Regions from separate parts of the Sus scrofa genome. Here region 2 is linked to region 1. Evidence: chromatin contacts called from public HiChIP or PLAC-seq data. All regions are on one chromosome and are shown on one strand. The core of a region is the stretch at or near the end of the contact, and the rest is flanking DNA. Distances in the headings are between cores, read along the strand shown. Region 1 has its middle 33 kb from the start of KCNJ2. Region 2 has its middle 19 kb from the start of KCNJ16.

Region 1 (5,397 bases), core at 968-3,467:
AGGCAGAATCGGAAACCATTTTTATGAGTTTCGAACAGCTTGCAGAACAGCTCTCGGAATTGACAGTTAAGTGCTCCTGCAAGAATTGCAAAACGCCACTGTGCAAAGTGGCCTTTCTAGTTGGAAATGCTCTGTCAATGAGGAGAATATTTTTTCTTCTGGCACTCATCTTCCCCTAGAGATGACATTATTCAGTAGACTTAATTAGACAGAAAATAGACTGTGGCATCAAGGCAGTGCTCCACTGGGTGGGAAAGCTCCAGCCCGTGAGGAGGAAACATGGGGAGAGAGAAGGAAACACTATTCTCACGCGCCACCAGCTCGTCACACACTCTTAGGGGCTCTGCCCAGAGACGCTTAAATCCCCGGCCCCTGCCGCCGCCAACAACATGGTGGGTGGGGTGGATACTTTTAATTTCCATGCCCTCAAATAGCTCATTCTGGACTTGCTCCTGACTGGCAGATTCCCAACTGGGATAATAAAGAAAAAAGCAAAACCAAAAAGGAAAAAAGAAAATCTATGATTGTGCTTCCCAGTCTCTTGCAACTGGGGGTGAGGTGGAGGGTGTGCCTCTGTGACATGGTTCTGGCTCATGAGATGCTTGCAGAACACTCTGGATGTGACCTTTAAAAAGCTTTTTATCTGGGGTGGACTTCGCTGGGCTGGGGCATGTGTTCACTTGAAAATGTTCTATTTAACTCTTCGGGTCATGTGCATCGGGTGTAGGAACTTTTTTTCTACCATAAGCGACACCAATAAATGTGTGTTATTACCCCCTGTGTTCATTCCTCCTCCTCACCCAGACCTCGAATGTGGTAGCAGAAGTTCCTGCAGCCATCTCTTGAAATTAAGAATCGAGAACACTCCTTACAAGGGAAATTGGACAAGTAGGAAATACTGCACATCTCCAGACTTGTGCAGGGGTGACAATCAATATGATTTCAAACTGACAGAGTGAACCATGTATCTGGAGGGGATTACCTAGGAAACAGAGCCCGGGAAGGAAAAAAAGATGAGCTGGTTATGTCCAACTTGAACTTGGAAATGACATTTGATGGAGTTGGTCTCTGTGGAAAGCACATGTTTTATGGGGGAGTTGAGGAAGTGCCACTATGATTATAAAACAAATACAAAAGAATGACTTTTGGCCTGGAAATCCCTCCGAGACGCTGAGGGCTGAGTGACCCTGATAAGAGGATTGACCAGGCCTACTGCCAGGTTTCTCTTTATCTTCTTCCTTCCCTCCTGCAGAATTACATGCCCTGTTTTAATGGGACTGTCACTAGCACTAGTGACCTGAAAGCCGCAGAGACTCAGGCCAGCAAGCACTGCACAGCTTGGGCAGAAAAGCAAAACTCCACTGATGCTGTGTCTCAGGACCTCCGGGGGAGACCAAACTGCCCGAGTTCACCCACGTGGGCTCTGAACCCAGGTTTCATATTAAATATTCACACCTAACTCCTTGGAAGGATACGTGCCAAGCAGGTTCTCTGGACCACTCTTGTTAGTGATGGGGCACCAAATTCGACCCAGTTTAAAATATTCCATGAGTTCCATCTGTCACAGGCATCGATTCTTCTCTTCTGAATGTTCTGGGAGGCATGTGTATAAGCCCCTGAGTTCTTTTGGAAGCCAAGCTTAGCCTGTGGACTTCTAGAAACCTCCCTTCCACACCCTTGGTACTCTGTAAATCACCAAGCCCTACCCCAATTCTAAATTTAGTGTGGCTGCTTTCCCTGTCTCGCCTCCCTCTCCCTCTCACTTTCATTTTTAAAGGAGCAGTATGACCCTTACTCTGGAGAAAAAATTTTTGAGTACCGCACGCAGAATGCAAAGAGGAGGAACACCGATAAAGCAGGAGGGAGGCTCTTGGCAAATTCTCAGCAAAGGCTCTTTTGGATGGGAGACCTTTGAAAATGAAAGTGGGTAACTGAGACGCTGCTCTGATAATTCTGTGGCCAGAGGGCAAGCAAGCCCTCCTACAGGGACATTTTCCTGAAGAGGCAGAAGCCCAGTGTTGCCTGGACACCGTCATTCGTCTGCATGGCTTTGGAGCTTTTCTTCAGTAAGAAAAACCTTATGTCCCAGTCAATTCCCAAGTTCCTCTTTCACGGCTCTTAGTTTACTAAAGCAACTTAACATGATCCTGTTAGGGCTGTGTGGTTGGGTCATGAGATTTGGACGAGGGCAAGCAGCATCTTGCTACATCATGTCACCCTCTGCTCCTTTCCTTGGGGCATGTCCAGGCCTGTGGTTTGGGATCTTTTATACAGAGTTTGGAAGCTTAGGTCAACATGGCTGAATGTTTCAAAGTTTAGTAGACTCTGAGTTGCCGACCAACTATAAGGAATCTAACCATTCAACCACTTAGCAGGGGATATTTAAAAATAAACGATTGCCTTTTGCTGTTTGGTCTCATTGATTTATTCTGCTTTATAAATACTGCAAAGGAAAAGGATCCTGGGTCTAGAGTCTGTCTATCATCCCAAGAAAAAGCCACTAGACTGAGATTGAGGGTCTTCTAAATAATTAAGACCCCCTGAGCTGGGTGATCTCTGATGTCAGGCTCTCGATGGAAACTTTGGAGACCTTGCAGGCTGAAGAGAGAAAGGTTAATCATTTAAAGTTTTCAGCAAGCCCGGTGGATGAAAAGCCAAACAGAGAGATTAAGTTTTGCTGCATTCCATAGCCCAAGAATGCTTTTTCTCTAGTCTATCATTTACCACTGGGGCCTATAAAACATTCTTCATCACTATCTAAGTAACTTGAACTTGAGATAGAAAGAGCCCCAAGAGGTTCAGACCCTGTGAAAACTTCTTTACAGAAAGTGATCAGAAAACTTCACATTTTCACATAAAATGCTCCAGTCCCATGCACTGTGGCTAAAGGCTCTCTGTTTGCATTAGAAGTACGCGTTGGCGAGCAATTACTTCTTGCGTGCTGTGCTGCCTCTCGATGCTGTTTGATACCCGCTTTTCAAGGGAGGCCACAGGGGTAGAGTTAAGGTAAGTGGTAGCCTCTGCCAGTCGCTACCAATTCCAGAATCAAAGATTCTTCAGAACACCAAAGGGACATCAGCTCATCCAGTCAGAATCCATTTTATACCCAAGGGAAAGTTCATCTGCCGACAGAGACAAAGCCATGGAGGGGCAGCAGAGGAAGAAATCACAGCTACGAAGGACCAGGGCTCTCCAGAATCAGCAGAGGCCACAATCAGTCCTGATGCTGCTGGAGGTTGACACAGTTTCCATTTGTAATCATTAAATGGGAAAAGTGATCACTGCAGGACCCTTTGCTGGGGAGTTTCTGCCGTGGCTCCGTAGAAACGAATCTGACTCGTATCCATGAGGACGTAGGTGCGATCTCTGGCCTTGCTCAGTGGGTTAAAGATCTGGTGTTGCCAGGAATTGTGGTATAGGTCACAGACATGGCTTGGATCTGGCACGGCTGTGGCTGTGGTACAGGTTGGCAGCTACAGGTCTGAGTCGACCTCTAGCCTAGGAACCCCCATATGCCTGGGTGTGGCCCTAAAAAAGAAGAAAAAAAAAAGACCCTTTGCTAAACAGAAGCCCATTATTTTCTAGAAGTGCTTCTGAACAGAACTGTTAATTGGTCATTAATTTTTTTAGAAAGGCTAGAGTGTGGGCAAGGAAAACAATGTGGGAAACAGCTGGTAAGAAAAATGATGAATGAGCTTCATCTTCTCTGAAATGTAAACAAAATGAGGGCATTTAAAAAAGTCTCACCCAAAGGGAACCTTCCTACATGGTTGGTGAGAATACAAATTGGTATAAGTATGAAAAACAGTATGGGGGTTCCTCAGAAAACTAAACGTAGAATTACCATGTGATCCAGCAATTCCACTCCTGGGCGTCTCTTTGGAGAAAGCCATAATTCAAAGAATATATGCACCCCAGTGTTCATAGCAGCAGTATTTACAATACCAAGACATGGAAGCCACTGAAATGTCCATCAACAGAAGAATGGATAAAGAAGATATGGTACATATAGACAATGGAATACTACTCAGCCATAAAAAAGAATGAAATGATGGCATGTGTAGCAACATGGATGAACCTTAGAGATTATCATACTAAGTGAAGTAAGTCAGACAGAGAGAGACAGCTATGGTATCACTTATATGTGGAATCTAAAAAAATAATACAAATAAACTTACAAAATAGAAACACTTCACAGACTTTGAAAAAAAACTTGCTATTACCAAAGGGGAAGGGGTGGGTGGGGAGGGAAGGACTGGGAGCTTGGGATGGCATATACACACTATTTTATATAGAATGGATGGTCAATGGGGACCTGCTGTATAGCATAGGGAACTCTTCCTAACATTCTGTGATAACCTATATGGGAATGGATGTTTCTATATGTACGGCCAAATCACTTTGCTATACAGCAGAAATGAACACTGCATGGTAAATCAACTATGCTCCAAAAAAATTACAGAAAATTCTCAACCCCTTTCCAGGGCAATGCTAACAGACAAGGGATCATATCCCTGCTTACTGACCCAGCCACCAAGCCTTTCACGTTGGAAGCAGAAATGGTCCTCCAGCAGGGCCAGCCTTAGGGAAGAAGCAAACACCATGAGCAGTGTGATGAAGCAAACACTGAATGGATGTGGTTCATTTCTGAGGCAAGACCAAGGAAAGGAGCCCAAGCTGAGAGAGCCCCAAGCCCTGGGCTGCCAACACTTGGCTTGGCTCATTAATTGTGCAATGTGAAGCAACTTAGCTGGAGTTTCTGATTCTTGGTTTCTTTTCTTTTTTTTTTTTAATTTATTTTTTCCCCACTGTACAGCAAGGGGATCAAGTTATCCTTACATGTATACATTTTTTCCCCCACCCTTTCTTCTGTTGCAACATGAGTATCTAGACATAGTTCTCAATGCTACTCAGCAGGATCTCCTTGTAAATCTATTCTAAGTTGTGTCTGATAAGCCCAAGATCCTGATCCCTCCCACTCCCTCCCTTTCCCATCAGGCAACCACAAGTCTATTTTCCAAGTCCATGATTTTCTTTTCTGTGGAGATGTTCATTTGTGCTGGATATTAGATTCCAGTTATAAGTGATATCATATGGTATTTGTCTTTGTCTTTCTGGCTCATTTCACTCAGTATGAGATTCTCTAGTTCCATCCATGTTGCTGCAAATGGCATTATGTCATTCTTTTTTATGGCTGAGTAGTATTCCATTGTGTATATATACCACCTCTTCCGAATCCAGTCATCTGTTGATGGACATTTGGGTTGTTTCCATGTCCTGGCTATTGTGAATATTGCTGCAATGAACATGCAGGTGCATGTGTCTCTTTTAAGTAGAGTTTTGTCCGGATATATGCCCAAGAGTGGGATTGTGGGGCCATATGGAAGTTCTATGTAT
Region 2 (5,397 bases), core at 901-3,400, 170 kb before region 1:
AAACCAGCCCAACAAGAAGGGCAGGGCGCCTTTTACGGATGCCAATGCCGTAGAGCTTAGATGGGAAAAGCTGAGAAGCTCTGGGAACCTCAGCAACCGGGAAGAAGGGGGCCAAGTAGGGCGAATCTCACAGCAAAAGTCTTTACGGAAATATGTTTTTTACCTGTGGCTGTTGTGAGTTGTCTGGTAGCTTCATTACAAGGCATGAAGAAGCAGAAAGGTTCTTTGGCATCAAGCTCATTTGCACGTGAGGGCTTCTTTTTATACTGACAAATTAACTTTCACAAAAGAAGAAGTGCCTGCAGGTAATGGTGCATTGCTATATCCTTGATGACCCCACATCAGCCAGCAACTATTTTGTCCTAAAATCAATATTCCCTTCTGATAAATCCCAATGTCATGTAATCCTTGACAGTTATCAATTATTAGATAATACATGGGTTACCTTTTCATATGTTCATGCTATCTTCCCTACCAGACTCTAGACTCTTGCCATGATAGATAAGTGTAGATATTATTATTTTCTTCCTTCCTTTCTTTTCGTTTCTTTTTTGGCATGTGGAAGTTCCCAGGCCAGGGACTGAACTCTTGCCACAACTGCATCCTGAACCATTGCATTGACAAAGCTGGATCCTTAACCCACTGTGCCACAAGGGAACTCCAGTGTTATTCTTTGCTGAATTTCCTATGGATGTTGCTTAACATATCAATTATCAGAATTTCAAAATTGATTGATCAACTGCTTTCATCAAACACAGAAATGAGTTCCCCCCAGATGGGCTGAGTTTGAGCCTATGTGGCCAATTTTGGGTTCTCTGGCAAGCAGATACTGAGGTGGAAATTAGAGGTTAAGATGTTTATTACAGGTACTCTTGGGATCAACACCTGAAGAGGGAGAAGACAACAACAACAAAGGTAGAATGGAGTTCCTGTCATGGTGCAGTGGAATTGAATCCGACTAGGAACCATGAGGTTGCAGGTTTGATCCCTGGCCTCGCTCAGGAGGTTAAGGATCTGGCGTTGCTGTGGCTCTGGCGTAGGCCAGCAGAAACAGCTCTGAAGAGACCCCTAGCCTGGGAACCTCCATATGCCGTGGGTGCGGCCCTAAAAAGACAAAAAGTCAAAAAATAAGTAAATAAATAAAGAGGGAGAAGAAGGAGGCAGACTATGGAGAGTAAGACGCTGACCCCAACAGCAGCCTTGGAGACCCCATGGGCGGTCTGGAGCTAGAATGACCCTTTAGAGTTGTCTCAGGTTGGGTTGATGTCAAGAGGACCTATTTCTTTATCAATCAGTTACTGGATGTGGGCCCCCTGGGAAGGGGATGGACCATAGGCAAGGTGGCTCTTTGCAACTGAGGCCATTCTTAAAGTGGCTGACAGCTTGGCCATCAGTTCACAGCACTCTTAGCAGCCAAAGAGCAGCAATTCTTCAGGGAAGAGGGGTCCGGGTGGTGCAGCCTGGTGCTCACTCACACTAGGTAACTCCAGGTAAACAGGAGTGCTCTCTTTAAAGGCAGGAGTTATCTGTATCCTCTACTTGGGAGTTCCTCTCTGAGACCAAAGACAAGGGTATGGGTGCCTACAGTTAGGTTCCTTATTTCCCGGTTGAGTTCAGTGAAATTACGTTGTTACGGCAGTTTGAGAATGTGCTGTCAGCACCTGCAAAAGAAACACTTCCTTAAAAAGCAGAGCACTGACACTTTCAGAATAAGTCCCCAGGATGCTACACGGTCTAAAGGAATACTGGCTGAAATGGCACTTATACTCCATTGTGATTCTCTGTTTTCTTTTTCTAAGGGAACTTCCACTACATCTGGGACTGAAAGCACAGAAGTATGAAACAGGGGAGATGGGGAGAAAGAAAGAGTCTGCCAGGCCTCTTTGTTAGGTTCTTCTGAGGACTCGTGTTCTTTTACAGATGGAACTAGCTTAAGTGACAGCCCGCAAGTGAGGACACTAGCAGAATGGCTTGGATGGTGAAAGCCAGCGAAAGGAAAGGCAGGCTTCCCCCACCCCCCACCCGGGCAGGTGCTTGTGCTTATCTGTGAATAGGCAACAGGGAAATGGCAGAGGGTTAGGCAAAGGGAGCAGACAGCAGGGACAGAGCGTCCCTCCCGCCCTGTCTGGAGAAATCAGCAGATTGCACACCTGCTACTGCACAGGCTGCCGCTGCCAAGCCCTACAGCACAGCTGCAAGACACTGGGCTTCTGGCCGGCCACTCTGAGCTTTGCCTGTCTTCAGGGATGGAGCCCCTCCCAAGGCAAGTTCAACTGGGTTCTCTGGCAGCCGAAGTCTACATGGCCCCTGCAGGGAGTGGTGGAGAAAAGTGAGTTTGACATGCTTGGAAATATTTAGATCTGGGATGTAAACTGCAAGGAAAATATTTACTCTGTTTGTTTTAATACCACAGAGGTTTGGATCCAGGGACTCTTCAGCAAAGTCTAAAAGGCTCCTGCCAAGACACCAATTTAACAATTTGGTCAGTGACAAAAGGCCATCCTGTTTGACTCGTCTGAATTTAAATAGCATGTTTCCAGTGTATTAACATGTCTGTCCCGTCGGTTAACAGGACTGTTGTCTTTAACCTGGGACTCCTGGGTTTGCTTTCTGAATTTGGACAGAATCAAAATGCTTGCCTTTGATAGAAAGCAAGCAGGCAGGCAGGTCATCCAGAGCTGGAGCGGCTGCTAGCTGAGCACAGGCAACAAACTTCTTAGAACCACCTGACGATCCTGAGGGACCAGCTCTTCTAGGGAGACAGACCAGGCGCTCATGGCTCTTGGTGAAAATCCCCTGACATGTCGTCGCCTGGAGTTCAGATCTATTGTAGAGTGTGCATAATAGTACTCTCTAATAGTATTCTCCGTCAGTAGGTTTTAGCCAGGAATTACGAGGATGAAAGAGAAGGCTTTGTAAACTTGATTGGAAAAGTTGCACGTTTTGAGTTTTTGTCTCCCGTGGAGAGATCTCACCTTGGGCAGAACCTTTAGGATGCGCTCTGACTTCCCTCTAGTTTTCTCTTCACATTAGTCCACAGCAGAAGGAGGAAGAGTTACCTGCAAGGAAAGTTAAAAACAACAACAACAACGTATCAGTTAAGTACGCAATACCTATGTAGATATATCTGGAGGAGAAACATACAAAAAATGGGACAGACATGAGAATATTCCCCACAAGAGTCTGTAAGAGATTAACTGGGACACCTTCCTGCCTTCAGATAACACACCAGGCAGAGAAAATTTTAACCAGTTTTCAACTCTCAGAAAAGTAGATTCCATGACCTCTTAGAGTTTCCTATGCCCCTGTCTAATTGAGTCCCTCCTTTGGCAATTTTTCTTTCAATTAAGCCACTTTTGCTCTGCTGCCAAGCCCATTCCTCCTGTGTAACTGACACAGAGAATGAACAGCTGCTTCTCCATTGCTTGTCACAGTTGTATTTCAGTTCTCTGTTAACAGCTGTGGTACAGAATTCCTATTCAGAATTTTATAACAGTGGCCTAAGAGCAGAGAGCCTGTTCTCATCTCCAGACTCTGGTGGAGATTTTATATTTCCCTTCCTTTTCAGAAGCCTTACCCTCTCTCCATCCTTGTTGACTATGTCCACCATGTGTGTGATCCAACTAAACCTGATGTCTGCTGATGAAACTTCACATAGTTAAGGTCCTCTGGTCAGTCTCTCCCTGAATCAAAAAAGGAAGTTTTCCCACATCTCCTAACCACTGAACAATTAATGAAGAAGGCATTTCAATTCCCAAGTGGTTATTCTGACGTAACTCACTTTTTTTTCACATTTCTTCTTATTTACAGATTACTCATAGGAACACCTACAATAGGAAAAAGTCAAACATGCACAAATTATATTTGCTAATGAACTAATTTGCATGAAGAGTGTTAGAGAAATATAGACCTATTAGATTTAGCAGCTTAGAACAAAGAAGGGTAGGAAAGATTAGTTTAAATCTAATTTCTTTCATTTTGGAGAAAAAATAAAACAGAAATAGGTTAGAGGAGTGAAGTAAATTTTTTGAGTTAGATAACTAATCTCTGGCAGAGGTCAAGCCCCATTTGGGGAGCTTCCTTGGTTTTTAACAAATGGTCATCTGAAAACAGAAAAAATAATGTTCTGAAACATTGGAAGGTAACCTAAGATAACTATATCTTATCTTTCTGTTGACCAGAATATTCCTCCTACTCTTTAGGTTAGACTGAAGTTCCATCTGGTAGAGATTTATACACTGACTGTAATAGTTTGTTTACCTCTAAAGTTAAAGTCTTTCTGGGAGGCATCCATTTTACACTCTTTAGGCTCTTGTACGTAGTATGAATGAACAGTCTAAGACTAGGGGTCAAATTAGATCTGCAGCTGCCAGCCTACACCACAGCCACAGCAATGCTGGATCCGAGCCATATCTGCTACCTACACCAGAGCTCATGGCAATGCCAGATCCTTAACCCACTAGCAAGGCCAGGGATCAAACCCGCATCCTCATGGATACGAGATGAGTTTGTAATCCACTGAAGCACGATGGCGTCTCCGAAGAGTAGGTTTTGATAGAGTAAGAGGAGGAGACACATGAGGAGTTTCTTAAATGCCATTTAATTTAAACTTGATAATGCAATGTTAATGAATGTGTATAAGTTTTCTTTTGCTGCTGTAGCAAACTGCCGTGACATAGTGGATTCAATAATATAAATTTATTATCCTGTAATCTGTAGGACAGAAGTCTGAAATGGGTTTCACTGGGCTAACATCAAGATGTTGGCCAAGCTGCATTCTCTTCTAGAGACTCTAGAGGAGAGTCCATTTTCTGGTCTTTTCCAGATTCTAGAGGCTCCTTCATACCCTGGTTTGTATCTCCTTCCTCCATCTTCAAAGCCAGCAATAGTGAGTCAAGTCCTAACATTGCATCTCTTTGACTTAAGGACTCTTGTAATTACTTTGGGCCCACCCATGTAATCTAGGACCACCTTCTTACCTAAGGTCAGCTGGCAAGCAACCTAAATTCCATCTTCAGCCTTGACTTCCCTCTACCGCATATGCTAATATAGTCACAGGTTCTAAAGACGAGGAAGTGAGTATCTTTGGAAAACATCATTGCTCTGCCTAACAGAGGCTTAGCAAACAAAACAAAACAAAGCTAATCTCAAAACCTTAACTAACTAAATATTTAAATCCTACTCACATCAGGTGTTTGTGCCGGAACAGTCTTCCAGGGGACTATTCAGGGGACCCCAGGCTCCTTCCATCTTCTGAGACTCCTACAGGGCCTCATCGTCTTCTCCATTCAGTTACCATGTGGGGAAGAAAAGGCAGTCTCTTGTATGTGTCATTTGATGGGTCAGGCCTGGAGATAGTGAAATTTGTTGCCACTCACATTCCATTGGCAGTACTCA

Evidence for each region. HiChIP or PLAC-seq counts read pairs in DNA pulled down with a chosen protein or histone mark.
Region 2: a contact with region 1 is called in an H3K27ac HiChIP or PLAC-seq map of skeletal muscle, with 5 times the contacts expected there. The contact joins two enhancer-like sites. A contact is called at or near these places in 2 of 47 Hi-C or Micro-C datasets (both in embryonic fibroblasts) and 1 of 2 datasets of contacts at active chromatin or transcription factors (skeletal muscle).

The regions. Positions count from the first base shown.
Region 1 is chr12:10,387,166-10,392,562 of Sscrofa11.1, reverse strand. No RefSeq gene overlaps it. Among named protein-coding and RNA genes, the nearest start is that of KCNJ2, 33 kb to the right of the region's middle. Within about 2 kb of position 2,217, at least 20 of the 83 cell types and tissues checked have an H3K27ac peak or open chromatin away from gene starts, as enhancers often do. A contact at or near this core is called in skeletal muscle, where this site is marked.
Region 2 is chr12:10,554,999-10,560,395 of Sscrofa11.1, reverse strand. No RefSeq gene overlaps it. Among named protein-coding and RNA genes, the nearest start is that of KCNJ16, 19 kb to the right of the region's middle. Within about 2 kb of position 2,150, at least 4 of the 83 cell types and tissues checked have an H3K27ac peak or open chromatin away from gene starts, as enhancers often do. A contact at or near this core is called in skeletal muscle, where this site is marked.